2 separate regions of the Rattus norvegicus genome follow, and region 2 is linked to region 1. A link is a contact called in public Hi-C data. All regions are on one chromosome and are shown on one strand. The core of a region is the stretch at or near the end of the contact, and the rest is flanking DNA. Distances in the headings are between cores, read along the strand shown. Region 1 overlaps Sorbs1 (sorbin and SH3 domain containing 1). Region 2 holds the start of Sorbs1 (sorbin and SH3 domain containing 1).

The links. Hi-C and Micro-C count contacts between places; a contact is called where the count stands out from the background.
Region 2: a Hi-C map of psoas muscle shows a contact between it and region 1, with 5 times the contacts expected there. The contact joins the promoter of Sorbs1 here to the enhancer-like site in region 1. A contact is called at or near these places in 2 of 12 Hi-C or Micro-C datasets (liver and psoas muscle) and 1 of 1 datasets of contacts at active chromatin or transcription factors (oligodendrocytes).

Annotation. Positions count from the first base shown.
Region 1 is chr1:249,133,560-249,136,642 of GRCr8, reverse strand. Sorbs1 (sorbin and SH3 domain containing 1) reads left to right here. Exons shown (of 32, transcript NM_001421361.1): 11 at 2,392-2,564. Among named protein-coding and RNA genes, the nearest start is that of Pdlim1, 95 kb to the right of the region's middle. Within about 2 kb of position 1,327, at least 22 of the 93 cell types and tissues checked have an H3K27ac peak or open chromatin away from gene starts, as enhancers often do. A contact at or near this core is called in liver, where this site is marked.
Region 2 is chr1:249,278,227-249,281,221 of GRCr8, reverse strand. Sorbs1 (sorbin and SH3 domain containing 1) reads left to right here and starts at 1,614. Exons shown (of 32, transcript NM_001421361.1): 1 at 1,614-1,686.

The DNA.
Region 1 (3,083 bases), core at 78-2,577:
GCTCCACCTCCTCTTGAGAGAGCCCCATTCGAGGTTTTCATTATCATTTGATTAGTGATTGACTTCTTTTAAATTTATTTATTTTTACTTTACCTGTATGAGCATTTGCATGCGTGGCTGTATGAGTACTGTGTGTGCTTGGTGCCTGTGGAGGCTAAAAGACAGCAGTGAATCTCCTGGATCTGGAGTTAAAGGTGGATATGAGCTACCACATGGAGGCTGTGTCTTTTTTAAGAGCAGAAAGTACTCTTAATCACTGAGCCATCTCTCTGTCCCCCAATTTAAGAAGCACACTATAAAACTAGAAACATGATGATACAGATATGACATAGATATATGACACACCAGAATATGATATAAAGCTGTAGTGTGAATGCAGTGTTATGTGACTTATCTGGAACAGTTGCGAACCCCTTTAGGTCTTTACCATATCAAATAACATTTTTTTCCTTTGGGGTCTGAATCCTCCAGGTACCAGAATCCTGTGACCTTAAGCTTCTAAAGTTTAAAGGAGGGGTGGGTGGGGCTGGTTTTTATAGTTTAAAGTAACTAGAAAAACCCAGGGCTGAGTGTTAACAACTGTTAGAACCACTTGCCTTAATCACTTTTTAAAAGAATTATTTGTCCCAGGAACATTGAACATGCCCGTGGTCCTCATAGTCTCTACATTCCAGACAAGGTGGTGTTCAGAGTGAGTTAGCTCTACCAGGATGTTTAGAAACCATTCTGCCCTCTTGAATAAAGCTTGCCTGGAGTCAGGGCAGAGTGACTCTGTTGAGTAGACGGAATGAGTGTTCGAAAACCTGAGCTTGCGGTCTTCGCTGTTCCTCAGCCCCTCAGCCACTCCCTCACACACGGACATCTCTGACTTCATCACAGCTTTGCATGGAACCTCAAATCCTGCCTTCCTGCCAGAGCCTGCTCCCTGTCCAGCTCTTTCCCCTTCTCCTCAGCCGGGGAGCAATTACTAATTGCTGGAGGGTTGGAGGAGAGGCACACTTCATTCTTCGCTCAGGCTGCCTTGGCTTAAGCTCTTTCCCCTCCATCTTCCCCATCTGACACTCCTTCCTCTGTGTGGAGTTCACCTCTGCTTCTTTTTCATACACATTTCCTTTTCTCTGCAGTCTGGTACCTGCCCCTGTCGCCCTCCTGGAACTGCTCCCTCAGAGCAGTGTGTCTCTTTCCTGTTGCTCAGGTGACTTCCACAGAGGCTGGGGAGTCGCTGCTTCTCTGCCCGTTTCCTTTGGCTTCCTTCAGTGTGTGACTTCAGCCCTTGGCTCTGCTCTCACTTCCTTCTACCACAGAGATCTGCCGTCACTCTCGTGCTGGTGGCTGCAAGACTGTGTTCTGCCAAGGCGTCTCAGCTGGTTCCCGCAGCACCTCCTGGATGTCTCTAAGGCTTTTTTTTTCTTTTAAACTATAGAGTCTTCTTGTCTTACCGAAGTGTTAATGGAATGTCAGGCACATGATTAAGTCAGAGCAGTTCAAGGTGGCACATAGTGATGCTGTTCCTTATGCCAGGAGTGTCCTCCGCTTTCTTTTCATCTGGTTGGCTTCTCTTAGACAAGTTGGCTCTGAACCTAAATTCTGCAGCTCAGCTGGGTGCTGACTCCTCTGTTGGCCCTCGCTGCTGCTGTGCATTCTCCTTGCTGGCCCAGGAGAGTATAAGCCCCCGGAAGCCTGAGTATCTGACTGAGAGGTCCATCTGCATCTCCCCATGCAGGACGCTAGGCGGAACACCTAGCAGGTGCTTGGGCAAGGTCCCTGTAGTAACTGCATGGCTTGGAAAACAGACATTAACGATGATATGTTTGTGAACCGTAGACCATGCCTGATAACATTTGTTGGCTCTCCGTAAGTTCCGATCTAAACCAGGTTAAATAAACTACAGTGAGCACACAGCAAGCTTTCAGAGCACTTTGGCGTACAGCGCCTCCGTGAGCTTGCCAGTGGAAATGTCATTCCCGTAGTTTTGAGTGGGAGAACCAAGGCCTGGGAAAGGTAAATGAGGAGGGTTAAGTGCGTCCGGAACAGAAAAAGGAACTTTGCAGTAATGCTTTATCATGAGTTTCATACCTCTGCAGACTTCTTTCAAAGAGCCAGGAGATTAATATCTGATGCTTTGCAGGCCAAATGGTCAAAGCTTACCCAGTCAGCCATGGTAATACGAAAACATCCATAAAGAGTGTAAGGACAAACCGCCGTGGCTGTGTTCCAGTAAAGTTTTACTTATAAAAGCAGGTGGCCAGCAGTGGGCTGGACTTGGCTGACCCTCGCCCTATGTGGGGTCAGTTCCAATAGGCACTTAGCAAATACCCCTTTCCCCTAGCTGGATTGCTGGAGAGGATTTTTGTTTTGGAGTTTCAGCTTGTGGTTGCTTGTCGTTTCCAGATCCCGCCTCAGAGAGAAGAGTGGGTGAGCAGGACCCAGTGCCAACCCCGGCAGAACTCACCTCGCCCATCAGGGCTGCGGAAAGGAGAGCCAAGGATGACAGCAGACGGGTGGTGAGGAGTGCACAGGACCTAAGCAGTGTGTCTATGGATGAAGTGGGCATCCCACTCCGGGTACGGATGTGGGCCATTGAGTCCTCAGCAAGAGTGTGGCCTTCACTATGTGTGTGAACCCCTTGGGGTTGGAGTCAGGGGAGGGTTACAGTGGCTCAGAGGGGATGGTTTTCTCTCTGACAGCAGCATAAACCACACCCCGATGAGGGTATCCAGACTTTTCCAAAGGAGGTGTAGGATATTCGTCTCAAGAGAAAAGGGGTGTTTGGGTGGAGCAGGGTGGAGCGACTTTTCTGCAGCAAAACAGTTGATGGGCTTGGACTGTATGTGCCCCACGGGCAAGTCTGTCCCTGTGCTCTGGGGCTCTGTCCATGCCCCACGGGCAAGGCTGTCCCTGTGCTGTGGAGCCAGCTCAGAAATTCTTGCTGCAGATTTAGGGGCGTACCTAGGAAAGTGAGGCTGTATCTGGGTTCAGGAAGAAGGTGTGTGAGTTATCCCATCATCCGAGGTAAACAGGACAAGGAAGGAAACCAGGCAAAGGAGGCCCTCCAGTGCCTTCAGGACCAGCAGGCCCCTCTC
Region 2 (2,995 bases), core at 365-2,864, 140 kb before region 1:
CCTCTTGCCTGTGCGGTCACCAAGTCCTATCCTTACCCCACCACGCAGCCTGCTAACTAGGATCACCGCTGGGCTGAAGATTCTTTCCAAAGGCAGCTGAAGAGAATTAACTGCGCTCAGGTGACTGTCCTACTGTGCTGGGTAGTTTTAAGTCGACTTGACGCAGGCTGAGGTCATCTGAGAGGAGGGAACTTCAATTAAGAAAATGCCTCCCTAAGATGGGGCTGTAGGCAAGCCTGTAGGGCATTTTTAAATTAGTGATTGATGGGGGAGGGCTCCGCCCATTGTGGATGGGCCACCCTGGGCTCCTGGTCCTGGATTCTGTGCGAAAGCAGGTTAATCGAGCCACGGGGAGCAAGCCAGTGAGCAGCATCCCTCCATGTCACCTACATCAGCTCCCATCTCCAGCTTCCCGCTCTGCTCGAGTTCCTGTTGTGGCTTCCTTCAACGGTGAACAGTGCTATGGAAGTGTGAGCCACATAAACCCTTTCCTCCTCAAGTTGCTTTAGCCGTGGTGGTGTTTTGTTGCAGCAGTAGAAACCTTAACTAGGACACCTACCTTGATGAGTGTCCTAAGGATGTGAGATAGCAAGTTCCAGACTGCCTCTTGCTGCCTCGCCTAACCAGTGCAAACAATCCCTCCTCCCTGTTTCCTTTTCTGCTGTTCTTTTGGGTACTGGAGAGGGTTAGAAGACAGGGAGCACAGGGACAAAACTGCATACCCTGCCTATTCTTGCCTGTGCCCAGTTATTACTCTAGCTCATTTACAGATGATCCGGTTTATTTATCCCTCCCTTCGACGCAAGCTTCTTAAGGGGAGGGCCCTCTTAGTAACCCCAGGGCTCAACTCATTCATGACCATTGAGCTTTGAATGTAGGTTGTATAAATAAAATACCAGTGTCAGGATGCAGAGTGGTGCAGCCGATAATCCTACCGCTCTAGAGGCTGAGTCAGGAGGTTGGCCTGGGCTGTGCGTGTATGTGGGGCATCCTGTAATCCCAGAAGGATCACCCTTAGCTGCACGGTGAGTTTGAGGCCACGCAAGACTAAAACAAGAGAAACTAGTAAAGAGGGTTTCTTTCACAAGGCCGTGAAAATCAAAAGAGAAAACAGGAAGTATTAGGCGCTTGTCTGGTAGAGAGCGCCATGAGCAAGGTTTTATTCACTACCAAGTGGAATTATGGTGCCATTTTACAGATTAGCAAAAGGGCACAAGGTTAAATAATTTGTATATAGCTAGGACACATTGTTTGTTGTTTTATGCTTACTGTTCCCTTCAAGCTCTCTGTGGGTAAACCCTTAGAGAGACCTTAGTGCCAGCGTCTGGAGGCACTTGAGGGCAGCCCAGGGCAAAAAGGGTTAGCGGGTGCGCGCGCGTTATCCGCGGGGATCCGCGGGTACGCGCCCGGCTCACAGGGACGCAGGCTTGGCGGCGGGCTCTTCCTCGCCTCCCCATTGGCGCACACGCCCCTTCCTGTCACGGCCGGCCAGGCCCCGCCCCCTGGGCGCTGCCGGAGTGGACCGTTCCAGGCCATGCTAATGAGAGGCTGGTCGCCGCCGCCCATTGGCCGGCCCCAGTGTTGGTGAAGTCAGCCCGGAGTAGCAGAAAAACAGAGCGGGGCTGACTGCAGCGTGGAGCGCGAGCCGGGCAGGACGCGCGTAAGCCCTTGCCGGGGACCCGCGAGGTAAGCGGGCGGCGGCTGCGCTCTCCGGCGGCAGCTCCCGGGCGGGTACAGCGGGCCCCCGGAGCGGCGCCTTTGTTCCGCGCGCGGAGGAGGTGCTTTTAAAGGGCCAGCTGTTGGAGGGACCTGGGGGCCCCCCTTCTCCCAGAGCATCCCCGGGTGGCCGCGGGGGACCTTCGCTGAGCCGTGTCTCCAGGCTGCTCCGTGTCCCCTCTCCCCATCCCTTCAAAAAGTTGCTAGGACGCGGGGAGCTTGGGGCATTGTAGGTTTCTTTATGCCTTTTCGTTTTTGGTAGGTGAAGGTAAGTGCGATCATGGCCTCTGCCAGGAGGGAATGTCCGCCCGCCTCGGGCTGGCTGCAGTGTGGGTGGATGGGGACGGGAGAGCCCGGGTGGGTTTGCACTGGAAAGTGAAACTACTGAGGGTCTTTTCTGCTGCGGCCAAAGGGAGAAGGAGGGAACAAGTGTCAGGATGGAGGCATCCCAGGTGTGTTCATTCATCAGCACACCCCTCCACTCCATCCCCAAAGCCGAGGGCGGCGGGAGGGAGCAAGGACTACGTTGCTGGCCCAGACCAGCCCGCATCCCTGAGTGTTGGTGGGTGTGTGTCCCGGAATACCGTGTTTCCGCTCACCGCCCAGGCCCCTTCATGCTTCCCTGGATGACTGGATGACTGGATGACAGCATCTTGTAGGGCAGCCCGTCACCAAAGGGACCTAAAGCTATTCCTTTCTCTTATTTCCCAGGCAGTCCTTCCTGATTTTTCTTGAAAAGCGGTAGTGACATTGGAGATAGGAAGGAAAAGAGGCTTAAAGTCATTATGCCTCTCTGAAGGGCAATTTGCTGTCGAATTCTGTGTCTTGGAACCTCCGCTTGTCTACTACGGCTTTGAAATTCATCAGTGCATGCTCTTTCAGGGCAGACGGAATTTATTATGCCCTGCTACATGGAAGCAGAAGGGATCCCTCCGAGCCGGCTCATTTCATCCTGTCCGAGGGTTTTCCCAGCATGTTCTGGATGAGCCTTTGGATTTTTGTTTGAATCGCTGAGCTCTGGGATGCCCCTGTTGTCACAGGGCCGACCTACTGAAATTGCTAAAATTGATTTCACTGTCGGTAGGCGGGAGGTTCATCTAGAGACACCGGAGAACCTGCCTGGAACGTTAGGCCGCTGACTGTATCTCCCCACACACCCTCCAGCCCCCAACACTGGTGCTTCCTTTTTCTTCCTTAGCGAAGGCCAGGGATGGCTTGTCTAACCATATGCATTTTTTACTTTTATTTTTTAATGCCTCTGTTTAGATTTAAGTGTGTG